2 separate regions of the Mus musculus genome follow, and region 2 is linked to region 1. Evidence: chromatin contacts called from public Hi-C data. All regions are on one chromosome and are shown on one strand. The core of a region is the stretch at or near the end of the contact, and the rest is flanking DNA. Distances in the headings are between cores, read along the strand shown. Region 1 overlaps Gm52718 (a long non-coding RNA gene). Region 2 overlaps Plppr1 (phospholipid phosphatase related 1).

Region 1 (3,221 bases), core at 549-3,048:
GCTGACTGTCTGTGGAGTTTCTTCAGCAACACCACCACCACCCCCAACAGAGATTCTGTAACTATTAGTTGAGAAGACATAACAAGTAAATTCCGCATACTAGCTCTTCAAGCCTAAGACCGGCTAACAAAAAACCTCTGCATCAGCTGCAAGAAGCCGTTTTTGAGATGTTGGCTAGGTTTGTCCAATAGACTCTCAAAACATTACAGACTATTTTTATTGCTCTTGGTTGTCCCCCAGAGGTGGAAAGTTAGTTACTATTGCTGAAGACAACATGTCATTTAGATGTAGACTCCTGAGGTCCCTAAGCTGCATCTGACCTGGAAGCTTCCTCCCTGAGGACTAGCTTTTGTGGTAGCTTCAGATACCATGAAAGCTTCCAAAGGAGAGAAGTAACCAATGGTCTTACCCCTATATGACTCCTATGGCCCACAACGATGGCCAGCATGGCACGATGACCCCAAAGGTGCAGTAGAGGCATGCAGACCTTGGCAGGAACCAACAGCTCTCTAATTGGATCTAAAACTCACTTAACAAGAAGGAAATCATGCCTGATACTGGAACCTAGCCAACCACTCAGGGCTGGTGAAAGCACAGATACTTGAAGAGAACACACAACCAGGACTTTGTTAAACCAACATCTCCCTAACTATACTCTACATATTTGACCACAGGTAACTACAGTCTTCATCCCTCACCAAGGATACTTATTATTGCAAGAGGCAGAAACATTATAGAAAATTACTGTCAATCAAAATTCAGAGTCATGGAAACTGGTCCCAATGAGTACACCTACAAAATGATTCCCACATCTAACACTCAGGGTTCACTGAAGAAGGGGATTGTAAGAAACAAAGGATGAGAAAGCTTGCTGTGAGATTGTGTCTTCTAGCAATGTCCCCTAAAGCTTCACCAACATGACTGCCTAGACATGAGCTGAATGAGAACAACAATAATGGACATGCCAAAATGGACAGGGGTGGGGGGAAACCATGAGACCTCAATTCCATACAAAGAACTACAGTGGGAGAGATAGTCTTCCCCAGAGAAGAGCACACCAGGTGGTTAAGCAATACCAAATAGTCGTGTCTGAAAACATACATACAGGTATCATTCGTGATACAGTCTGATCAGGAAGTATTTATGCATACAAGAGTACCACCCCCTCCTCCCCCACGTAACAATAATTAATGAAAAAAAAACACCCCATGAGTTTGAAAAAAGAGAGGAAGGGTGTATGGGAGGGTTTGGAGGGGCAAAAGGGAATGGAGAAGTGATGTTATGATGTCTCAAAACCAAACAAAGCCTCAAGCCAAAAAACAAATAATAGCTCTTCATGTTTTCTCTTCTGGTACTCCAAGTCCCAAGGGGTCTTGAAAGCCTCCTTCATCTGGCCGGCAGGGGGCGGTAGAGACCATAAAGCCTCTGGTTAAATCTTGGGACAATCTTAACCTTGGAATCCAAATCAGATCAGATCCTTTGCCCTCTGATTCTGGTCTTTAGGAAAGAAAAGAAGTAGAAATCCCAGTAGTATGCATCGTAAGCCCAACCATGACAAGAATAACTTGTGTTTGCATAAGATCCCAAATAGGTGGATTGTATTATGCAGGAAACTTTTCACGGTTGGCTGGTGTTAGCGGTTTCATTAACCTCATGAAGACATTAATATCATTTGGAAAACAGAAGGAGAATGCCTCCAACTCCTCCATTAGACCCAATTAGCAGAGCGTTGCCACACAAAAGAGGTCGGCGTGCATCTGTCTGTGCTCCTGCTAGCAGCCGCTGTCGGCCCCATTAGATTGCTACTCACTGGAGCCATTAAAGCAGCCTCATTTGTGGTAGGAAGCGATCACTCCCAAAATAGGTTGCTTTCAAGAAATGGGTATTGGTAAGTGATAATGATGACAAATTAACACGAGATGATAAAATAAATGCACATGCAGATTGGACCAAATGTTGACTGACAGGACGGGGTGATGTATCTTTCTTGCTTTATTTACTCATTCTTGGTTATGTGCAGCAGCCTCTGAAACCTTTATTATTTAAATTTTTATTTCTTTGGGTCTGCTTCCATTTGCCATTGCAAGCCTTTGCAAAACCCTTGCTTTCTGCTTCTCCTCAATGGTCCCAGTGATGTGGTGTCTCAGATGCACTGAGCAGGCACAGCCGTTTTCTACACAGCCTATTCATTGGCCTTCTTGTTCTCAGATCCCTATGACAGGGCCAGTTGGTTGCTCCCACTAACCAGCACTGCTCTGTTCTATGACTACTGCCTCTGCAGATTATTGCTCTGTGGCCTCTCCAGCTTCAGAAGCACCATACTTATATAAAAAAAGATTTATTTCTAATTGTGTATATGTCTGTGTCCGTGTGTGAATATGTGCATGTGAGTTCAGGTGCCCAAGGGAGTTAGAAGAGAGTGCTAGATCTCCTACAGTCGGGGTTATAGGAAGTTGTGAGTTTCTTGTCATGGGTGCTGGGAATCAGACTTGACTCCTTTGAAGAGCAGTATGTGGTTTTAATTCTCCAGCCACCTCTTTCGAGCTGGCACCATACTTTGGATGTGTTAGGTTTAAGCATGCATATGGGAAACCCTTTAAAGATAACATCCTGTTACACACACAGTCCTGTATTAAGAAGTTGCCAGACTCCTTAAGAGAACAATTATCTTCTGTCACATCTCGCCAGTTTTTTTCCGTCTTCACAATGAAGTTGGACTCCTCCTTCTCCAGGAAGATTTTCCTCATCTACTAGATTGCTCTGAGTACCTGCCACACCAGCTCTTCTTAACCTGTGGGTCGAGACGCCTTTGGGGGTTAAATAACCCTTTCACAAGGGTCGCATATCAGATATTTACATTATGATTTATAACAGGAGCAAAATGACAGTTATGAAGTAGCCACAAAAATAATTTTATAGTTGGGGGTCCCCACACCATGAGGAGCTGTACTAAGGAGTCACAGCAGTAGGGAGGTTGGGGGTCACTGCGCCCCACATCTTTGTGTTTGGAAGCACAAAGCCTCTGCTTTGGCACTGCAGTCCTACCTCGACAGTTCTTTAATGTTCCCTGCTCAGGTCTGTCTGGTCTGTACCTTTTTTGACAGTATATCTCAAGTGCCTCGTATACTTATACCCCTGGGTTTGTGGTCTTGTTTTGATCTGTAAATCAGGTTGAGACCAGTACTTTCCTCTTTCTGCTTGCTCTAGTATTGAAACCAGGG
Region 2 (3,070 bases), core at 278-2,777, 430 kb after region 1:
TCCCCGAGCAAAAGACACACAGCAATGAACATCCAAATAATATTCCATTTTCTTTTCACTGTAACAACTTTCTGATGTATTATATACCTTTCTACTTCTTTCTATACTCTTTCTGTTCATTCATCTCATTTCTACTTAATTTCTAAAAATTCTGTGCATTTTTTGCTTTAGTCTTCCTACTTTATAGTGTTATTTCATTGCTTTTGCCTTTCTTGCGTGTCTTTCATTGTACCACATGCATTTTACGTACTCTCAGAATAAGGTGATTAGTCATCTTATTTGTTGTGTCTGCCACCGTGTGGCGCTCAGTGGATAGATTCTTTTAGGATTCATGTGGGTGTTAGGTTTTGGGAGTAACGCTTTGGAGGGATTTTGAATGACTATAACTCTTGCACTTTGGTTTTATTATTGGAGCCCCAACTCCCATGGCCCCAAAGTCAGAGCATTTTTCTCCCTGTGTTCTTCTTATGCTAGCAGTGTCTTTGTTCTTGAGAGCGAAGAGCGACTTTTCAGGAATACTGGCTTTTACACAGGTGTTGTCCTTCCAAAACAAGTCCTCCTGTCCTATATTGTGGACACTAAGGTCCAAACCCCAATACTGAGATTGATCTGTAACTCTTTCTCTACACTCACCTGGGCCCACCGGGGCTTGTGTCTATGCATCACCACCATGGGCCCACTGGGGCTTGTGTCTATGCATCACCACCAGCGTTTCTAGTACCTTTTCTGTTTCAGTTTAACCTGTGAATTCAACAGAAAGAGAGAGAAAGAGGGAAGGAAGGGAGAGAAGAAGGAAGGGAGAGAGGAAGGGAGGGAAGAAAGAAGGGAGGGAGGGAGGGAGGGAGGGAGGGAAGGAGGGAGGGAGAGAGGAAGAAAGAGGAGAGGAGAGAATGAGAGAAAGGTATGTGTTTTGTACTAGGTTTTTCCATTACCTTTTTCCATCAATTTATTAACTCAAGAAAATATTAATGTCTACAGTTTCCCTGAGGCACTAGGTGATTGCCTTTTCTAAATGGTTTTCATGTAACTAAGCTTCTTCTGTAACTTGGCGCTTATAAAACTCCTTGTAAGGCAGGATTTCGTAGCCCTGCTGAGATGAATACAAGGCAAGGATGAGAGACACCTGTTGCCCAGTGTTGAACTCTCAAGTGCATTTTCTTCGCTACTTTTATATAAGCATAGACTGGGTATGTTTGTTTTATTCCTGGAAGTTGGTGAGGAGAATAGCCATGAACCAACACCCCTAATTCAAATTTCCCAGAGAAGCAGGAACTTGCTTTGGACTCACTTGGAAGAGGTGGCAGTGAGCTGCCTGGTGAGGCGCTGAGCCGCACATATCGTCTTGTGGCCATGACAGTCAGGAGCAGCATTACCCTGGGCATTTCTGGAATTGTACAAAAATGAGAGGGGTCAGTGCTTATAGATTACAAAAGCGCATGTAGAAAATAATGACCGGACCAAAAGGAAGGGCAGAGCGTTGGGAGGAAAGCAGATAGGTTAAGACGCAAGCAATGCTGGGCAGACAGAATGAATCCTTTGTCTCCTCCCAGCGCCAGCAGGTTCTGTCTCTGACACTGAAATCTTAACATGTGGATAAGGATCTGAGGGTCTGGAACGGAAGGGTTTTAGCACAATCAGAGAAAAATCCATGTGGTATTTCAGACCAATAGACTTTAGCTTTTCACTGATCTAATTGCAGTAGAAAAAGCAAAAAGTAGCAAATGTTTGTCTGGACAGAGGCCAGAGAAATCAGATGGAATAGGAGAAAAATTCATTTTTAACAGGAGGCATGGCTCTCTCAGCTTTGTTTCTGCATCTTACAGTTAGGAATATCTTGGAGGGATCAAGACACAGGACTGAGAGTCTAACAGTTAGAGGAAAATTAAAACAGTGCCAAAGGACTCAGGAGTCTTTCTGTGTTTTTTTGTACACTCCCTCCTTTCTGCATCCTGCTGTCTCCATCTTGCCTTTTCTTTATCTGTTATTTCAGCAACGCATTTCATGCTTGAGAATCTATAGAGAGAGCATTTCCCTAAGGAAAGACTCATAAATTGGTGTCTCAGGAGTCTGAACAAAAATAATGTGTGTTGTTTGTGGTATCCCATGCTCCCTTGCAAAATTAGACATTTTCCCCCCAAAATGCTTAATAGTAACTATCTGTTTTGGACAAATGTCTCCACATACAAATAGATTTCTCTAAGGACAATTTTATTGTATCCTCTGTAAAATCGTTACTAAACTGCACCTTCAAATCTCTTTCAAATGTATTTGTGCTAAGACCAACTCTATGTGGAGCTGTGCTTCCTCAGAAGAGACTGGGGGCTGGAAACCTTTCCATAATGTATGCAGCAGAGGCTTGACATGTATGCATGAGCCAGGGTTAGTTTTCTCATTTTGGTGGTTGACTGTACTTGCAAGTTTTATTGCCCGTGTTTGACAATTCATTCCTCTCAGATTGAACCTATCAGATGATGATGATAAATCATATCCTGGAGATAAATAAATAATACAATGTTTGCCAAGAACTTGATTTTGATTTCCTTAGGGTGGAAGGGAAGTAACCGTGCATCACTCTTTGGGCATTGAATGCCATCTGTGTCCGTTGCCTTAAGTGTCTCTGATTTGGGAAGAAGGATGTCTCTGTACCTGCATTTCTAACCTGAGCTTGCAGCTTCTTAGATTAAGTCATTTTACCTGTTTGTATATGAGCCTCACATTTTGATTCTTTCAGATTTGTATACCTAATTCATATTGAAAGTTTTGTCTCCAGTTTTTAAATAAATAAATAATAGTGAAATAAATAAATAAAATAATAAACTGGTTTCTGCTTATAGAAAAATATCAGAATCTTATTGTCTTCTAAAATGAAATGGAAAATATATAAGTTGTTATGAAGCTTTCTGGACTCAAGTCCTGGCTCTATTGTTTGTTGCCGATACAAACTTGTTTGTCCTTTAAGATTTCAGTTACTTTGTTAAACAGAAAGAAATAGGAATGCATCATGAGAGCTTTTGAAAAATTAATGAGGTGAGGCACCCGAGCATTCTTGCTGAGTAACACATGCTTGACA

The links. Hi-C and Micro-C count contacts between places; a contact is called where the count stands out from the background.
Region 2: a contact with region 1 is called in a Hi-C map of forebrain, with 2.9 times the contacts expected there. The contact joins two enhancer-like sites. A contact is called at or near these places in 1 of 39 promoter capture datasets (hippocampal neurons), 1 of 15 datasets of contacts at CTCF or cohesin (hippocampal excitatory neurons), 23 of 484 Hi-C or Micro-C datasets (cardiomyocytes, cerebellar granule neurons, cerebral cortex and 9 more), 6 of 115 datasets of contacts at active chromatin or transcription factors (SST interneurons, astrocytes, embryonic basal ganglia and 3 more) and 1 of 9 other capture datasets (embryonic stem cells).

What each region holds. Positions count from the first base shown.
Region 1 is chr4:48,777,988-48,781,208 of GRCm38.p6, forward strand. All of the region lies in intron 1 of Gm52718 (a long non-coding RNA gene), which reads left to right. Among named protein-coding and RNA genes, the nearest start is that of Gm52718, 4.4 kb to the left of the region's middle. Within about 2 kb of position 1,799, at least 22 of the 459 cell types and tissues checked have an H3K27ac peak or open chromatin away from gene starts, as enhancers often do. A contact at or near this core is called in forebrain and hippocampal neurons, where this site is marked.
Region 2 is chr4:49,211,489-49,214,558 of GRCm38.p6, forward strand. The region is part of intron 2 of Plppr1 (phospholipid phosphatase related 1); the gene reads left to right. Among named protein-coding and RNA genes, the nearest start is that of Gm32657, 33 kb to the right of the region's middle. Within about 2 kb of position 1,528, at least 10 of the 459 cell types and tissues checked have an H3K27ac peak or open chromatin away from gene starts, as enhancers often do. A contact at or near this core is called in forebrain and hippocampal neurons, where this site is marked.